Linked DNA regions of Pungitius pungitius: region 1 is linked to region 2. A link is a contact called in public Hi-C data. All regions are on one chromosome and are shown on one strand. The core of a region is the stretch at or near the end of the contact, and the rest is flanking DNA. Distances in the headings are between cores, read along the strand shown. Region 1 holds the start of LOC134107135. Region 2 holds the start of fat4 (FAT atypical cadherin 4).

Evidence for each region. A called contact is a pair of places that touch in the nucleus more often than the background predicts.
Region 1: a Hi-C map of muscle shows a contact between it and region 2, with 15 times the contacts expected there. The contact joins the promoter of LOC134107135 here to the promoter of fat4 in region 2. A contact is called at or near these places in 2 of 2 Hi-C or Micro-C datasets (both in muscle).

What each region holds. Positions count from the first base shown.
Region 1 is chr2:16,673,249-16,678,470 of fPunPun2.1, forward strand. LOC134107135 reads right to left here and starts at 3,219. Exons shown (of 3, transcript XM_062558590.1): 1 at 2,979-3,219; 2 at 1,992-2,149; 3 at 518-1,197. The coding sequence starts at 3,069. The coding sequence ends at 907.
Region 2 is chr2:16,464,095-16,469,486 of fPunPun2.1, forward strand. fat4 (FAT atypical cadherin 4) reads left to right here and starts at 4,040. Exons shown (of 16, transcript XM_037460777.2): 1 at 4,040-5,392. The coding sequence starts at 4,417.

The DNA of each region.
Region 1 (5,222 bases), core at 1,969-4,468, 210 kb after region 2:
AAGAAAAAAAAAGAAGGGGGGGGGGGTGGTCGGGCGTGATCTCCAGCTTCCTGGACTTTCACAATAATTCACAGGCTTGGAGGCTCTCGTTAAGTTTCCCACTAAATTTGAAACCGTGAAGTTTGGAATTTCATAGAATCAAATCAATCAAACAATCAAAATCAGTCTCTGATGTCAAACGGGCCCCGGATCAGTTTTAACCGGCTAACTTGAGATAGGAGGAGCTGGCAGCAGGACCGAGTTGCACAGCGTTATTTATCTGGAGGAGTTGGCTGGAAGCTCGACAACAATAAAAACGCCACATTGGTTCTAAAACCATTAGAAGCCCAAAATGTATCTATTTATGCACCGATAAAGTGCCAGAGAAAACAAACAGTCCAACCCTGACACCTGCTGGACAAAGAGTCTCACTACTTGTTCTGTTCATTGCTGCGTTTGAATGTCCGGTTCGTGTGAATGACCTCGTTGAGGTCAAAGGTTAAGAGAAACTCGGCTCGGCTCCCTTTACCTGCGTCTGGTGAGCCGAGCGTAGATCCTTCAGCTCGTCCGTCAGCCTTTGGTTGGAGCCTCGTAGCTCCGCCAGCTCCGCCCTCTTCCTGTTGGGGACAAATAGAAGAAAGGATGGGTTTTTGTTGTAATGTGTGTTCAAACACATGCAGCAGGTTTCATTTGTTTGACCTTGAATTTACTTTTTGGATAGTTTTTTACAAAATGTCTGCTTTTCATCTGGACAGAACTGACAAGGAACACGACTTTTAGCACTTAGTTGGTAGCCTCATAAAGCTTGTGTTTTACATCCAACCAGCATCAACAGTAAAGGACTGTCCTCAATCTCAACCTGAAAACACATGCACATTCTTACAAATATCCCCACCACCAATGCAATATCAGCCCGTGCACGTGACTCTATACAATCAGAGAGCTCGAGGAGTGGTCCTGCCTGCGTTGCTCCGCCTGCAGGCTCTCCATCAGGCCGGCCCGCCGCCGGGCCTCAGCGTGCAGCTCCGCCTGGAGGCTCTCTGCCGTCGCGGCCTTGCGTTGGGCCTCGGCGTGCAGCTCCTCCACCAGGCCCTCCAGCTTCGCCTCGGAGCTCTGCAGGCACAGCAGCTCGGCGCCGACCTGCCGCAGCAGCTCGCCGTCCCGGGAGCTCGCCTCCGCCAGCAGGAGCAGGCGCTGCTGCAGCCGGCCCACCAGGTCCTGCAAGAGGGACGCAACGTGCACAACAATCCCACTCACAAAAAAAAGCTTTCGATATTCTGTTTCATTGCTCTATTTTGACGTAGTTAACTATGATTGTCTGTCATTTCACTGCGGAATTCCGTAATTTATGAATCCTAAAAATCCTCACTTATAGAGGCGTTATCGTCTTGCACAGGCGTGATTTCAGGCGCACCTATAGGTCAAATAGTTTGAAACTTGTCCAAACCTGACAGATCTTATGCGAGTAAAGTGAGTGAGTCACACTCTCCAAACTCTCCTGACAAATACCATCGAGATGCTCGTTTGTAAACGTGAAGCGGCAATGAATCTCAGAGGTCCAAAGGTTATTATGGGACGCAACTACAACAAAATAAAATGAAAGACACAATTTCCTTCAGAGCTGTGTCCAAATCCAGAATGCAACAAAAGCCCCAAAAGGCTACAAACCGCTGCCAAAGCCTTTGCAGCCTGTTAGCGCGGGCTCCGACTGGTGCCATAATTCCAGTGTAATTTCCAGTAATTGCAGCATAGGTGGCGGCTGGTATGGATACTGCTGTGTGCTGTTAAATGGTGGGATTATAATGAGGTGAAACGCTACAACATTGAATCACACGAATTCAAAACAACTACAAGACTGCGACAGTCATCTGATACCTCGTCTGTGTATGAATATTGATTATGGTCGCTCAAGATGCCCCCCCCCGACAGTACCCCCCCCCCCCCCCCCCCCCCAGCCCTCTCCTGATCACTCCAACGAGACCCCCCCCTTCTCCCTTCTCTGATCTGCTGACCTGCTGCTGGTGGATCTTGCCGACGAGCTGCTCCTCCCTCACCCGGAGCTCCGCGTTGATCTGCTCCCGGAGGCGAAGCCCGGCGGCGGCGGCCTCCAGCTCGCCGCGCAGCTTCCTCTCGCGGCCCCCGGCCAGCAGCAGCTCCCTGTCGAGCGCCGCTGCAGAGTGCGTCGTTTCCATCCCATGGTGAGTGTCATTGTTTAGTTCTGAGCCTCTGGTTGGGCCTCTCACTCAAGCAACTTGTAAGACACAATGCTACATGGGGACGGCCATCATATATTTCAATAAAAAAAAATCTATGCCCTTTTTACACTCAATTAATGAATAAATTCATTTTCATTTCTGACTCAAATCCATCTACAGGAGCCTCATTACATAAACTTCTTTAACGATAACCCGATGTAATATCATTGGAGGAAGACATTTAGACATTACCGATGCGTTTCCTATTTAGGTTGTCTTATTTTAGGAAAGAAATTAATGAACTTTTCATTAATTCAATGTTCAAACGTGTGATTTCTTTCATTAAGGCCTCCGACTCCTCGACGCTAAAACCGAATATTACGAGAGGACTCGAGCAGTGAGGATATTCTTCTGCGATGAGGTCCTAATTTCACCCACAGTTGACCTTTGAACTTTGATTACAGACTGTGGAGCTGGTGTGGAGGGAAAGTTAACGTCCTAACCGACAAAAACAAAGATCCAAATGCTGCCCGGTGGCAGAAGGAACGTTGTTTTCTGCACGTTAGTAACATAAAACCTCCAAAAATCTAAATAGGCGGAAGTATCGACGTTTACTGACCAGAGAGCCATGTGTGATGAACCACACTTTACATTATTATAGAATCTCAGGCTTTTCATTCAGAATAAACACAACTGTGAATCCGAGCAGACAGACGAAACACAAATGACTAACAAGGTCATAAAGGCAGCGAGCACCAGACTGAAGCAGGGCTTCAAGTGTAAATGTGTAACTTTCCTTCTCACCTTTGTCGTGAGCCAGCCGGTTGCACTTGGCCGTGAGATACTGGATCTGACTGTGGTCCTCGCCGCCGTGCGCTCCGAAAAACCTCCTCATGATCGATCAGTGGATCTCTCTCTCTCTCTCTCTTTCCGAATCGCCACCTACAGCCTCCCACAGCTACCCATGATCCTTAGCAGCAAGGGCAGGTGTGTCACGCCCCGGGTCAGAGGGGACGCAGTGCGCCCGTCTCCTGCACCGCGGTGTCTCAAAGAGGACCGAGCGCACCTACGGAGGGCGAGTTCAAGCATTAATCCCAGCTGCTGTTGTCAGACCAGGGGGGCGAGGCCTGCTGCTGTGTGTGTGTGTGTGTGTGTGTGTGTGTGTGTGTGTGTGTGTGTGGGTGGGCGTGTTGCGTCTAGCAGGCGGGCGTCTTTTCGCCAGCCGCCTCGGGGGACAAGGTCTTTATTTAGTCAAATCCGACGCTCAAAGAAGTCAAGTACATGTGTACTCTGGGTGTCCTCAGCGGAATCTCTAAGTACTTTACTTAAGTGCAAACTGAAGGTGCATACTTTACCAATCCACCTACAAATCCTGTACCATTGTGCTTTAACATTAATGCATACCAATAATAATTTCACTTTACTTTTATTACTGTAGGTGCTTGGTTATACTGAGTGATATTTTCAATTTAACTTTTTTTACTTGTACGTAATAGATCTCGGTTCTCTGGAGACCGTATGAGATCTAGAAGCAGATTGAACATGGAGGACCTTGCAGGTATTTTAGGTTTTGCTCAATTAATAAATGAAAACATTTAGTTCAATCATTTCTGTGTGGATCAATTCAAGGAGTTTTTCCCCTCAATCTCTATTTATTAAGTGTGATAGTGTGACTTTTTTCACTTTAAACATTTAATACTGCTTTTCTTCTCTCTTCCCAGAAAGGTGTCAGTCAAACCGTGTGACGTCGCATGTCACACGGTCGCATGTCACCCCCCCCCCCCCCTCCCCCTCTGTCAGTTACCACAAAGCATTTAAAGTTGAACAAGTTCAGTCTTCAGTTGCTTGATTTATAATGTGCAAAGGCATATAACCAATAACTTTAAAGTTCAAGTTAAGGCCTGTAGAGTCCCGTCATGGTTTTAGAGTTCTATATTGAGGATATACTTTGTATAGTTATAGGTTTTAATCATGTCTTGTTTATACAGCAGCCTCTAACGACAGAGGACCACAGTTATAGAATCACTACATTATGCTGTGTCATAAACGTGTATTGACTGCTTAAAGTAAATCATTTAATAATAATACATTTGCCATTTCGGTACAAAAAACATTAAATGTGTAAAGGTACAACTTTTACTACACTTATTAAAAACGTATGTTCGAAAAAAACTTTTTTTTTTTAATATGAACATAAGATGAGGCCAAAGAGATGACTTCAGCTCATCTCACTTTCTGAGAAGTGGACTCAATCCGATCCCACAAAGCAAACGTTCGATAGTCATTCAAAAGAGAGTATGTTTAAAAATGGCGTTTATTAAAAAAAAGAAGAAAAAAAAGAAAACCACCATGCTGACTTCTGCCGCTTTAACAGAAAGGTTGTCGATGGAAAACGGCGTCGGACATTTTGACACGAAGCGCCTGAACGTTCAAACGAAATAAATACAACATCCCCCCCAAAATGCGTGAGAAAACAAGAGAGGAACACGAGAGAACATGTGACAAGTCACGCGCACATCAATTCAGTTCAGTAGTAGTTATTATTATTATTCAGTAGTCAAATGTAGTTGAGATTCCACACTAAGAAGCTGCGGTGCGTTTTAATCCAATCGGTGATCTCTGGGAGGAGGTGAAGGCAAACATCACAGCCGACGTGTTTGAATTAGAAACCCACGGGTCAGTTGGTGTTCTTATCCGCGGCTTTCCTCTGCAGATTTCCAATATTCGGGAGGAGATTAGCACAGTTTAGCTAGCGACTAGCTTAGCATAAAGACTGGAAGCTCTTCGCTTACAAAAAACAAGCGCCTGTCGACTTCCCTAAAAGTTACACATGTATCTTGATGTAAAAATGACAATGGGAGTTATGTACTATTCAATTACAAACAGGTTTTATACTGAATGCAAGTAAATCCCTTTAAAACTACAATTTGTCATTTCTAAAACATTTATTTGTATGGAAAACAATATATTTCATGTTAATAAAGAACTTTGATGGTGTATTACTTGCATATTGTTGAACTTTTACAGGCTCAATGTCTTCCCTTATTT
Region 2 (5,392 bases), core at 2,790-5,289:
CTGGTCTTTGGACTCTCTGCAGTCTCGTACAAATACATTTTATTTCCCATATTTCCATCAGCATGATCTTGCTGTAAACAGGGGCTGCCTTGCTCTGTAGACCGTTGGTAGAAGATTGTGGGTTTTAACGGTACAACAGTGACTCCTGTGGGTCAGCTGGAGTACTGCATGTAGAGTTCCAAAGTCCACAGCATTTTTTGTTTTTATTCAATCTTCCAAGTTCCCGAAAACAAATGTTTGTTATATAGTTGTTCGTGCTTCGTTCTGGTCTTTTTGTATCTCTTTGTGGTCTTTTTGTGTATATGTGTGGTTTTGTGTCTCTTTGTAGTCTTTTTGTGTATCTTTGTGGTCTTTTCTCTCTCTCTTTGTAGTCTTTGTGGGTCTTTATGGTTGTTTTGTCTCTCTTTGTATTTCCATTGTGGGTCTTTCTTGTCATTTTATTTATCTTCATGTTTTTTTGTCTCATCGTATCATTTTTATTCAATTTTTTGTCCCTTTAGTTTCTTTGTGTCTCTTTCTTGTCGTTTGTTGTCTCTTTACAGTTAATCTGTGTATCTCTGTGTTTTTTCATCCTTTCCACATTTGTAGTCTGCCTTTTTGTTTTTCTTTATAGTTGCGTTTGTTTTGTTCATTTGTATGCTTAAGTTGTGGTCATTTTGAATTTTCTCCTGGTTAGTACATGTCTTTGACTGACTTTTTGTTGGTGAATGTGAGAGGGCCCCCTGACCCCAAGGGCCCCGGTGCCTGTGCCCCTGCATCCATCCATGGCCACTCCCCTTTAGTGGCTTCCACCAGTTTTACGAGGGTTAGAAATTGTTTTTTTTATTTATAAACGCCGCTAGACTTTTAAAAAAAGAGTTTGATAGAAAAAAGTCAAAATGTCATCCCCCCCGCCCTGTTCCCCCTTTGACTAACTACGTTGAGGAAATAGACTCAAATACCTCCTGTTACATTCCGTCACAAGGTTTGTATTGTGTAAACCTACATTTCCACATGGCTGACATGTTGAACATTTTCTCAGCAGACGAGGCGGATGGCGACTGGGCGGAAGCCGGTGAAACAGCAGGCCCCTCGCGTCCGACCATTGGACGACCATTTAAAAAAGCCAGAAGCACGTTAAACAAACGCAGACATGCGATGGATCCGCTGTTACACTCGAGTTTAGAAAGGAGTGTTGTTCTGCTGGCTCTCACCTCCCAGAGGCATACAATAGCCCTTCTTGTAGCTGCTTTTTAAAAGCCCATTCAGCCAAACTCCTGTTGCCCGAGACTGGAACCAACGACATGCTTGTAAAAACATTTTTTAAAAAAGGAAAAAAAGGAAAGGACCAATTTGCCCTCGACGGGGTGTCCACGCTACGCTCACTCAGGAAGATTAATCTAATTATCTGTCCTCTCTTTAAAACCATTTTTTGACTCAAGTTCAAAGCGAACTGTCCTGCGATGCGTCACTTCATTCCGGTCGGATCTCATTTCCTCCCACTTCATAGGAGACGAGCGGCTGCTTTGCCTTACTGCAGACCTTCATCTGCTCGCCGACTCCTGCATTTGATCTTTGCGGCCGAGCTTTGACTTCAAGATACGTTGATAGATTTTATGAGAGTTCTACGCTGATCGCTGAGCTTATTTTATTTATTTAGAGTGGAGGAGGCGGCCTTTGATGGTCTCAACTAATCTTCCTCCACATTTCTATATGACATCTGTCATCAACGGATCCAAAGATAATTTAAATTCACTTTCATTTTAACATCCTTGCGAACTTGTTTTGCATGCAGCTCCGTGCGCAGCCTCGGGAAAGTAATTTTCCAAACAAAAATGTATCAACAAAACCACTCGGATGGTGCATGATTGATGCAGAAGATACAGTCCTGGTGTTTCATTCAGCACGGACTCTGAACGGAATACGTGCAAATTCAGTGGCAGCAGCAGAGGTTGCTTTTACCCAAATATGGTTTGGGAGAGACTCATCGCGAGAATCATCAGTGGTCGGCTGTGGTTGAGGAACACATGTTGAAGTGTTTTTGAGCAAGTCGCTGAAAGGGCTCATGAGTTCATGTATAGGGAGAAATGTTTGGTAGTTTACGGATTGACTAGGTCTCTGCTGCAGTTTCAAAATGCACTTAGAGAGCCAGAATCAATACGCCAGATGTACCAAATGAAGGCTTAATAATATCCCCCGCCACATATCGTTACAACATCCTCCTCTGTGTTTTCCTTCATCCTCTCCGTTCATTTGAACTTTCCCCTTGAGCGGCGTCTCTTTCCTTTCCACCAGACGCCCTTTGACTCCTCTCCTTTCATTCCAGGTCCTCTCTGATTCCACAGTTCTCCTCACCTGAGATTTCTTCCTCCAGCACAAGAGCCATTGAGCTCAGCTTAGCTCACGGTGACGTCTTTAAAAGTATTGACTGTTCGTCGTGATGGGGAGAGTTTGTACACCCGCACCGTAACAAGTTCCACCAAAATCCTCAGGAGTCTTCCTCTGGCGACCATGAATGGGATCAATAACTAAGCTTGATGGAAACCTGGAGAGCCAGAACATTGAATCTGAGCCCGTCCAGTCCACCCTGTGATTCCATTGCGCCGCTGATTCACGGCCCGCTTAATGTCTAGGCGGCCTGATTACAAAAGCCACAAATTGTCAAATACAAAAGCCTGAGTAAACATTTACGTTCCTTTTAAACGAGGGTTGTAATTATCCTCCGTGTTGTGACGTAAGGACGGACGAAGGGACGTCACTTCCCAGATCGTCCACGTGTGGGATCCAAAGCATTCCTCCTTCTTCTCGATGGATTCATGTGACCTGAGGCTATTCATTGAAACATGTTTTTTGGAAATGATTGATGCCTTGAATTCACCCACATTGTTACCAGTGAAGGTTGTGCAGTAGTATTATAATCCGCCTTATCTCTGCTAACTGTCTTTCTAATGTTACTCCGTAAAACTGTAATGCGAACACTGCTGGAGAAGTCCTAAAGACTGAATGGGAAGACATATATTCAAAATTTACTGAGTCAAATATTATCAGTGATCTGCTCATCGGGAAGAAATACAAGGTTATTATGGAAGAGAAGTTCTAAGCTCTGCGTGAATATTTTGTATCATTTTGTCTGTTCTGGTAAAAAAATGTATTTCCATCATTATGCAAGTTTTTATGTTTATGTTTTGGTGACTATTCCAAATTTTCCATCAGTTTTTTTGGTTGCTTTTTTCATAATTCTGTCTGTTTAAACTCATCAGAAAGATCTACTGAAATGTATTTTGGGTGGAAGTACCATCGTTTGGCCACTAGATAGAACTACTTACCCACAAAAAGAAACTTCCTGGGACTTCAATTCTATGCAAAGACCTGGATGGCTTTTATGAAGTCAGGAAATGACTGAAAATGAACTTCCTTAATTTAGAATCATATATTTCGATAGCATTTGAATCCCGAATAACGGAATAGAAGACATTGATTGTACATAGAAAGACATACATTCCAGTGTTTAAGCTACAATGCAAATCATTATAACATATACTGTAGAAAGTTATTGTCCTTTTGTTTCTAATCATACGATCATAATTGAATGGTTTCATTATAGTACGGGTACAGGTAACAATCCAAACATTACTTTTTAGTCATCACATTTGATTTCAAAGAAATCTTCACCCATTTGATGCCCATAAATATCCCCCCCATTAGTCCCAGTATTAAATAAAACGAGGAGCATGACTTCTGTCGTAGGATGTGTGTGTCTGTAAGTTATTTTGAGAAAACATTTTTTATCCTACGCTCATTGAAAGCGTTTTAACACCCATTAATCTGTTAGCGGAGTAATTAAAAGCGCTCAGGGCATCGTTACCTGTCTCATGTGATTGACATCTTCTTCTGCAAGCGGGGCCGCTAGACACAATGGGGGGGGGGGGTAATGCGGTGGGAGGGCGGGCAGGAGCACAGGCGTCCAATGGGATCGGCGATGGGAGGGAGTTTGTGGTTCTCCAGCTTTGTCCGAACTTACAGGGGCTCCTGAGCGCACTATGACCGAAGCGCCGTTACTCCGCGGGACGCTCTCCACGCCGCGCACCCGCTCGCTAACTTTGGATGAACTTTTTTTTGTGTTTTTAAATATTATTATAGTTTCGTGCATCTTGCAAGAGTGAGGACGTTTTGTTTCATCTTTCAAAGGATTGCCAGTTTCCTGCCTTTTTTTCTTCTTTTTTTGCGGAGTTGAATTAAAACTTGTGCAGGAATCATTGTCTCCCTTCAAGGAGGGTTTTCTTCTTGTTGCACTGGCACGCTGCGCGGGATCAGAGGAAGAAGAAGAGCACTTGTGGATTACTTTGGGACAGTGAATGACGAGCTGCTCACTAACTAATGCAGCGCTTTGGTGAGTGCAGTGGATGCGTCTTCGGCATGGACTCTGTCTGACTGACCATGGCGCGCACAGGTAGGGGCTTGGGCCGCTTTCACTTCGTTCTGCTGGCGCTGTGGACTCTGTCGCGCTACTCCGCGTCCAGCCAGGTCCGTCAAGAGTTCCAGGTCCCGGAGGAGCAGCCCGTCGGCACCTACGTGGGTAAAATAGAGACCAAGCCCAGCTTCTCTTACCGCTTCAGCGAGAACCACAAACTTTTTGCAATTAACGCCACCACCGGAGTGATTTACACATCCTCGGTGATTGACAGGGAGCTCCTGCAGAGTGATGTCATCAACGTGGTGGTGCTGTCCAGCCAGCCCACGTACCCAACCGAGGTGCGCATAGTAGTTTTGGATATTAACGACAACTCCCCGGTGTTCCCGGACGCGTCCATCGTCGTGTCCTTCAAGGAGGACGCCAGCAGCGGCCGGCAAGTGATCCTGGACACGGCCACGGACTCCGACATCGGGAGCAACGGAGTCGATCACACCACGTACCGGATAGTGAAAGGCAACGAGCAGAGGAGGTTCCGCCTGGATATTACGGTCAATCCCAGTGGAGAGGGCGCATTCTTGCACCTCGTATCCACCGGAGGCTTGGACAGGGAAGTCACTCCCTTCTATCAGCTGCTGGTGGAGGTGGAGGACAAAGGGGAACCCAAAAAGTTTGGCTACATGCAAGTGAACGTCACTATTCAAGACATAAATGACAACCCACCCGTTTTCGACCAAGAACAATATCAGAACAGCATTTTTGAGGATGCAACCGTGGGCTCAAGTGTTCTGCAGATTACAGCGTCAGATCGGGATGAGGGAGCCAATTCTGAGGTCAGGTATTTTTTAGATGAGGGAACACCTTTCCAAATTGACCCCCATGCAGGTACTATTATTATGAAAGAGGGTTTGGATTATGAGAGTAAGAGGGAGTATTCCCTGACTATTCATGCGGTAGACAACGGGGTGCCCTCCCTGTCGGGCAGGACAGAAGCCACCATCA